Regions from separate parts of the Mus musculus genome. Here region 1 is linked to region 2. A link is a contact called in public Micro-C data. All regions are on one chromosome and are shown on one strand. The core of a region is the stretch at or near the end of the contact, and the rest is flanking DNA. Distances in the headings are between cores, read along the strand shown.

Region 1 (4,198 bases), core at 293-2,792, 770 kb before region 2:
CACCAGTAACAGGAACGGAAACAATGGGGCAGGCGGCAGTTAGGCGTGTAACAGGAGTCCCAGGGAGCACCCGCATGACTCCCACAGGTAAGGCTGCCTGGGCTGACTTACCGTAACAGCACGTAGAACTGGAGGGTCAGGGTGCTGATCCCCAACAGGAGCACTGTCACCTGGCTGCACGGACACAGGGAGGGGCACCTTTAGGACTTCCAGGAACCAGATTCAAATTCGGTCTTAAACTAAGCAAAAGGTGGATGGCTAGCTCGCCAGTGAAACATAACACGCAGCTGTCAGTACCTCAGCCCCGACCTTGTACCAGGTGCCGCCGAGAGCAGTCGCAAGGCAGCCTGCAGAACCTCCACCATGATTCAGTCAAAGGTATGAAACAACACACAAATTACAGTAAGAAGTATTAACTCAAAGTAAGAATAGAAAATAACCTAGCCGGGTGTGGTGGTGCACACCTTTAATCCCAGCACTTGGGAGGCAGAGGCAGGCAGATTTCTGAGTTTGAGGCCAGCCTGGTCTACAAAGTGAGTTCCAGGACAGCCAGGGCCACACAGAGAAACCCTGTCTCGGAAAAACAAAAAGAAAAAAAAAAAAGAAAAGAAAAGAACCAAACCACAGAACTTAATATTTGCAATTAGGTAAGTGTATGAATACCTTTTTTTGTTTTGTTTTGTTTTGGCAGTCTTTCTGCCTCAGCCTGCTAAGTGCTGGTACCAGAGACACTTGTCACCAGGCCTGGGGTCCCCATGTTAATAACGCAGAAGCCAAGGCTCAGAAAAATTTGAGTTGTTCAAGGAACAGACAGCAGCAGTCAGTGAGATACCTAGGCTCAGAGCCCACAAGCCACCCTTGCCCCAGGCAGGGTGAGCCACACTGAGTGTGAACCGAGTCAGCCTGCAGACCAATGAGAATCACCGCTAACTGCTGCACGCGTTTTCTGAATTCTTTGTGTTGTCTTGGTGACCTGTAAGTAAACCTTCATCATAAAATACTAGTCCACCCCACCCCCGGGCCCTATTCACCTCAGTGGTTTCATTAGTAGGGCTTGGGGCTGAAGACTGTAGGAGGCTCATAGAGAATAATTACTGCACTTTCAGATGAGGTACTAAAAAACAGACCCCTTCAAAATCTACACTATTTAAAACACTTGAAGCATCATCAGAACAAGATATAGGAAGCCACCAGTTCAAAAGAAATAGCAGCGGTTGTGAGAGGTGGTCTGGCCGAACCCGTCATTTGACAGTAGGCCAATGTGGCTTTAGACTGGGCGACTGGAGACGGGAAAGAACTGCAGAGTCACAGTGCTCTTCTGAAGTTGTAGTCATGAGTTAATGTTTGCATCACAGTGTCTTTTACACTCAAAAGATGGGTGCTGTAGAAGTAAATTTCAGTTAAACTCAAAGACTGCCCCAGAAAGCTACGAGCTTTTTGACATAAAGCGCTGGGGAGGGACACTTACAGCCTGAGGCGGTGCGACCTCGGCAGCCAGCAGTGCAGGCGATAGGCTGTGTGGACCAAACAAAAGTGAATCATGGCGGCACTTACAGCCTGAGCCGATGCAGCCAGCAGTGCCGGTGACAGGCTGTGTGGACCAAACACAAGTGTATCATGGCGACACTGGTCTGGTAGCCGCGGCGTTCAGAACAGTTCTGTCTGAGATTCCACACCCATCCGTCACCTCCATGTTGGGACAGGACACGATGTAGGAGCTCACTGTAACTTAACTCTGTTGCTTGGAGGGTTGAGAGCCTAGCTGAGATGGCTGGATATCTGAGACAGGTCACTAGTGTGACAAAGGACAAAGACTGCCCCTTGTACACTGAGAGATCAGCTTCCAGCAGCCTCCTCCTCCTCTGGGGATGGAAGGGAACCCGAGCTCCCCAGAGCACAGGGTGGGTCCCAATGCACTTTGTTCTCTCTGTTTCCAGACCCCAGGCAGTCTCTGGACTCCCTCCACACCTTACCTCCTTCCACTCTGCCCTCCCTTGGGACACAGCGTCTAGAACCTGACTTGGGTGTGCTCAGGACTGGCATGAGGGACCTTCCAACAAGACCTGGAGAGCTTGCTCAGAGGTCGGCAGGCACCCCAGTTCCTCTGTAGACTAGAGTTCTGTGGAGATGCTGCCTTTTTTAGAGACAGGGTCACCTATAGCCCAGGCTGGCCTTGAACTTATGGCCCTTCTGTTTCTCCCAGCTCTGCAACAGGCACTTTGTATGGGAAGTGGATAGAGGTAATGCTGGAAGGGACAGGGCTGGCATTAGCAAACCCTGGTTTCGTAAGGAGAAAGAAGTGAGACCTTGAAAGCCTTACTGTTTAACAACTCCTTTTCTTCTTTTGGGGTTGAGGGGAGCACCACTGGGGATCAAATGTTTGGTATCCAACGGCTGCACGTGAGGCAAGCGCTCAGACTAATCGCTAGCCCCAACCCCTACCCCAACTAACAGTACACCGAACATCAACGACCAGTCTCAATATCTGTCCACATTTAGCAGTTTCCCTGTCTTTTGTTGTTTGTTTTTATTGGTTGGCCTGTGAAGGTGCACATGTGTGTATGTGAACATGTGGAAGCCTGTGCTCAATATCTAGTGTCATCCCCAATAGCTTTCCACCTTTCCTTTTTTCCTGGCTGTCCTGGAACTCACTCTGTAGACCTGGCTGGCCCTGAACTCAGAAATCCACCTGCCTCTGCCTCCCAAGTGCTGGGATTAAAGGCGTGCACCACCACTGCCCAGCCCACCTTACCTTTTGAACTGGGGCCACATACAGAATTTAGAGCTTGCTGATTGAGCTAGACTGGCTAGCTCTGCTTCCCCAGGGCCGGGGTTAAAGGTGTGCGTTCCCAACTCAATGTGTGTGCATGCGCAGAGTGGGGAGGGGGAGGTTGTATGTGCGTGCAAGTGAAGCCTGAGATTAGAGTCAGCTCTCTTAACCCCTCCCCACCTTGTTCTAAGGCAGGGTCTCTCAGTGAACCTGGAGATTATGGATTTGGAGAGACTGGCTGGCCAGAGATCCGTTGATAGTCTCCTGTCTCTGCCTGCCCTGCCCAGTGCTTGGATTATGGACTTGTGCCCACTGTGCCTGGCTTTTTTTTTTTTTATGTAGGTGCTGGAGATGAAATTCAGGACCTCGTGATTGAGTGCCTAACAAGCCCTTTATTGCTTGAACCCAACCCCTGTTGTTTTGGGAGGTTTGGGAAGATTTTTTTTGAGATGAGAGCTTAGTCGCTTGTCCAGGCTCCTCTCAGGTCCCTGCCTCACAGGCAGCTAGAACTCCAAAACTGTTTGGTTTGAGGGCCTCAGGCATGCTCAGATCCATTCCCGCTGCCTGCCGTAGCTTCTTGTTTCTTCAAGAGCGATATGAGTTACTGTCTGTTTATTTATGTTTGTTTTGCTGTGCAGAGGATTAAACGCCTCATCTGTATTAGGCAAGTGTCCTGCCACTTGGCTATCTCCCCAGCTCTGTGAATTACTTTATTAACATTCCATCACAAGGCCCAGGTGACAGCCATCAGTAAATACTCGTTTCAGCTTGAGATTAATAACCTCACATCGATTTGCTGAGATCCATCAGGTGCGTCTGCCCTCTCCTGGGCTGGCTGTGGCACTGAGGATCTTGGCTGTGCTTGGCTGGCCTCTGATGGCCTGTCACATATCAAGAGGCTAGTTGTCTTCTCAGCTGGGGTACCAGCTGTCATCACAGAGCAGTCTAGCGTAGAGGCAGCAGCAGAAGATAGGGACATCTCTGCTTCAGTTTAAGTGCTGTCGGAGTGTATCCTTGGAGTCCATGTGCTGAAAGCTTGGTGTCCAGCATGGCTGTGCTGAGGTGCCGGGTCCTTAGAGGAGAGGTGCCTCGTGGGAAGCAAGAAGGTCATGAGAGTGAATTAGTTTTCAGGAGAGCAGTTTTTTTTGGTTTTTGGTTTTGTTTTTTTTGAGGCAGGGTTTCTCTGTGTAGCTGTTCCAGGCTGTCTTGGAACTCACTCTGTAGACCAGGCTGGCCTCGAACCCTCCCAAGTGCTGGAATTAAAGGCGTGGGTCACCACGGCCTCGCTCTTTAGTATGTTACTATATGTTAATAGAACAACGGAAACCATCTCTGAGATAGCCTCTAAGTACTAGGCTCAAAACTAACGCATTATCTTTTACGCCGTATTCTGTTGGGCAAATCGAATCATAGGGAGAGAGAGGTGTG
Region 2 (3,943 bases), core at 1,198-3,697:
GGCTGAAGATGCGGGGGTAAGTGGGGCGCTGAAGGAGGAGGGGGGCTTGTAAGCAGCCTCAGTTGTGTTAAGTGTCTCCAGGAGTAATATGACACAGGGTCTGCGCCTGTGGTGAGGTGCCAGGGAACTGCCCCTTAGATTTCCTCCCTCTGTTGGCCTTGGCTGCCTGGATTCTGCCATCAGAGAGCTAGCATGTGCTCCAAGGAGGGGACCACAGACTCCCCTGTTACCTGGAAAAAACTCCTGTGGTTGGGGAATTGAGGAGCAGCTGGAAGCTCTCAGATACAATCCTCTCCATCCATCACTGTCAGTGTTCACATTCGCACAAGGCTCGAGTGGGTAAGGCCTGCAAGGGTGGCCTGGCAGCAGGTTTTAGTGTTATACTATTTTCACTTTCGCTTACCAATGAGGAAACAAAGGTCACAGAGAGGAGGCAGCGTGGAGCGAGTGGTTGGCCAGCGAAGGTATGGTCTGCCGACCGTGCTCCCACAGCAAGAGCATTAGGCTAGGAGTCCCTGCTGGAGCAAGGCTTGCTCGTGGTATCACCCACTCCGCTGTGTCTCCTCCCTGGGCCTCTACTTCCCCTTCTGTAAAATGGAGTCACTGATCCCTGCCCTGCCCCAAGGGGATAGTGCAGGGAGTGACCGGTGCTACCAGATAGGAGAGGCCTTTAGAAACCTCCCTTGGCGTGGCGCTGCCATTGCGTAGCTGTCGGCAGCCAATCTGCTTCCAGCATGGCCTCATCTCTCTGTGCCCAGGGGCAGCAGACAGACTGGACAAGGTTTTCTAGATCCCATGCTCTGTGATAGTAGGAGTCTCCAAGCTAATCATATCCTCCTCCACAGGCAACTGTCCACAGGTAACTCACGGTCTCCTCTCTACCATGAGCTGGTGGGACCTTGGCAGGACTTTGCATGCTGAAGATTATCCCTCCCCCCCCCCATCCCTGGTCACTGGGAAGGGGGCATGGGGATGGTGGGCCAGGTTGGCAATGTGAATATTAGCTGGTGTGAACTAATTTGATGGTGCTGATAAGTGCTGCGGGTGCCTGGGGCCACAGCCCCACCCAGCACCCCCACACACACACTCCACCCCCGCTGATAACATCAGGATTGAGCTGTCCTGGCTCCTTGTTCTCGGGTGATGAAATCACGGCTCCATCAGGCTGGCTAGCTTGGCTCTTACCAAATCGTTGTAATTGAGATTAATTTGGGGGCGAATTGGGTCAGCCCTCACAGGCACCCATTAATTAGTGGAGGAGGCTTAGTGCACCAACAGCTGGGCCTTGCATCCAGCGGGGCTGGAGCCGTCCAATAGGGAGCACTGAGTGAGAGATGCCCTGTGACATGGTGTGTCCCAGGGCACGGGGCAAGCTGGACAAAGGCTCTCCAACTCCAGGCCAGGCCAATCCCCAAGCCTTTTCCCGCTGAGTGCTTTTCTCCCACACTAGGAAGGGAAGGGGGCATCGGGCTTCTGACTCTGGTCCAAAGACTGCTCTAGGTCTCTGTGAATTAAAGGGCTCATTACAAGGGTGGGGAGGGGGGAGGGGGGAGGGGTGCTCCGAGGCTCCTTGGACATCAAACAGCTCTTGCAAAACTTTTCAGATGAGTTAAGTGCAAATGAATTTGAAACAGACAATGAGGTTCCCTCCAGAGACACCTGGGCAGAAAAAAAATGAAGGGAAAAGCGCCCGAGGAGAAGAAGCTCATTTGGAGATTTTTTTCTCCCCCTGAACCCAAAACATAACAGGGAAAACAAACCTACCCGTCTACACTGGGTGCCAGCGGCAGACAGACACGCCCTGACTCAATGCCGGGCTGGCAGCAGGCTGGGCGCATCCACACGAGGCCTGGGCGCACGTGTGGGAGCGGAGAGCTGTGGGGGGGGGGGTACAGGGACGGAACTGTGGGGCACACATATGTGCAGAAGTGGCAGCAGCTCTGGGATGGCGCCGAGCTAGGAGCCAGGAGAATATGGGCCCTGTAGATGGCCCCAGGGGAGTGAGGTGTGGCAGGTGGGGCCTATGTCCTGGCTATGTGCAGTGAGAGACCCAGTCCAGGCCCCTGGCACCTTCTGGTCATATTTATGCCCCTGATTCCTGGGTAAGGCCCTCCTGATAGCCAAGCAGGTGAGGTGTCCAAGTTGGGGCCAGGAACCTTCCTGCCCCACCCTACTGGTCCAACCCGCTTCTCCCTATTGCTCCTGTGTCTTATTTTTCCCTTGTGAATCTCTGAGACACAAAGGTAGATTGAATCACTAGCAACCAGCCATACTTCTGCCCGCCCTGAAGCCCTAGCCTACCCCCAAGGACCCAAAAGGAGGCGGCTGCTGGGGCCTGGGCAAGGATGACATTTGAGGAAGTCTTGCACTAAGTCCTTGCGGAGTCTCCATGAATGGCACAGGCTGGGCCCTCCCAGAAGGCTCCAATGGAGCCACCTCCTGGCTGTGTGCATTTGCAATTCATGGCTCTAACAGAGATTGCATTAGCGCTCTCCTCCCCGCCCCCAACCCCCCCTCCCCCGCTGTCACTATGATGAATGCCGCTTGATTTCTAGAAAAAAAAAAACTGGCCCGGGATACACGGTGACAAGATAGGGCCTGGGGACCAGGGCGTGGCTGGTGTCCTCTGTAACCTAAAACTTGTCTCCTCAGAGGCTCTCAGGGCCACACCGCATGAGCTATGAGCAAAGGACACGCCCCCTACAATTTCCTTCTTACTAAGACCTCACAGTCCCTGCCCCTGGGGTCCGCCCAACAGGCCGACTCCTCGGTTCTCAGCTTGTGGGTCTCGACCCCTTTGGGGGTGCAACAACCTTTTCACAGGGATCACGTATCAGATACCCCGATATCAGATATTTACATTATAATTCATAACAGTAGCAAAATTACAGTTATGAAGTGGTAATGAAACTAATTTTATGGTTGGGGTCATCACAGCCAGAGGAACTGTATTAAAGGGTAGCAGCATTAGGTCAGTTGAGGACCACTGAGAGAGGAAACTCAGTGTTGGGAGAGAGTCTGCCCACTTCACAGACAAGAAAACAAAGGTCTAAGAGAAGAGAGAAGCCAATATTTTGGCTAGAAGTCATTAGATAGGGCCCAGAAGTCAGGAGGGGCACAGCTCCTGAGGGGAAGGTCTGGGAGATTCCTGGAGAGGTAGAGGGAGCCCTTATTGGCTGCAGCCCTTCCTGTAATCCTGGTCCTTAGGGACCTAGGTCTGCTTAAACCCTGCCCAGGCTCCCTGGCAACCTCCTCCTCCTCCTCCTCTTCTTCTTCCTCCTCCTCTTCCTCCTCTTCCTCCTCCTCATTCCACAGGCCTGAGGCTTTAGCTTTGGATGATGTGGTGGGAGGAGGTCCCTCCCTCTCACCTATGACCCTGCCAGGGGAGTAGGCGACTGGGTATAGTAATTGGTTGGCTGGCTGTGCACACAGCATGGGTGTTTTCAGAAGGAGCAAATGGATAAATGAATGCTAATGAATGAGTGAGAGAGGGCGTGGTCTCCAAAGGAAAGACTGTGGCCTGATGGTGCCACTTCTGAACTCCTGCTTACCAGGGTCCTGTGTCTGGGCCCTTGCTGGCTCTGCCCTATGGGTATGTCTTTTGCTGAGCCAGATGGGGGAAAGAGCCTGGCTGTGGCACAGTCAGAGTCAGCTTCCGTAGCACTCACAGAAGGGACAGGGACAGAACAGACTGAGAGGGGGGAAAAAATCCCAGGTGTAGACTGGAGCCTGGCCATCCTGATAACAGCTGTTCCCGGTGTCAGGGGCCATGCAAAGGGACACTGAAGTGATGGGTGCTGGCTTTGTCATATGCTCACAGGTGGGGATGTGGGACTCAGGGATGAGCAGTGAGCTGACCGGGAGCCACAGTGTACCTACAGCCTCAGTTGGGCTTGGTGTGTTTCTGTGGAGAGATAGCCTCTCTGGCCCCATCAAACATTAC

Evidence for each region. A called contact is a pair of places that touch in the nucleus more often than the background predicts.
Region 1: a Micro-C map of embryonic stem cells shows a contact between it and region 2, with 1.8 times the contacts expected there. The contact joins the promoter of Tmem274 here to the enhancer-like site in region 2. A contact is called at or near these places in 4 of 39 promoter capture datasets (the C10 cell line, embryonic stem cells, liver and 1 more), 1 of 484 Hi-C or Micro-C datasets (embryonic stem cells) and 1 of 115 datasets of contacts at active chromatin or transcription factors (large pre-B cells).

What each region holds. Positions count from the first base shown.
Region 1 is chr4:149,474,770-149,478,967 of GRCm38.p6, reverse strand. It overlaps Tmem274 (transmembrame protein 274), which reads right to left and starts at 1,542. Exons shown (of 6, transcript NM_001366402.1): 1 at 1,472-1,542; 2 at 112-174. The coding sequence starts at 1,542. All of the region lies in intron 1 of Nmnat1 (nicotinamide nucleotide adenylyltransferase 1), which reads left to right.
Region 2 is chr4:148,710,120-148,714,062 of GRCm38.p6, reverse strand. No RefSeq gene overlaps it. Among named protein-coding and RNA genes, the nearest start is that of Gm32897, 35 kb to the left of the region's middle. Within about 2 kb of position 2,447, at least 22 of the 459 cell types and tissues checked have an H3K27ac peak or open chromatin away from gene starts, as enhancers often do. A contact at or near this core is called in embryonic stem cells, where this site is marked.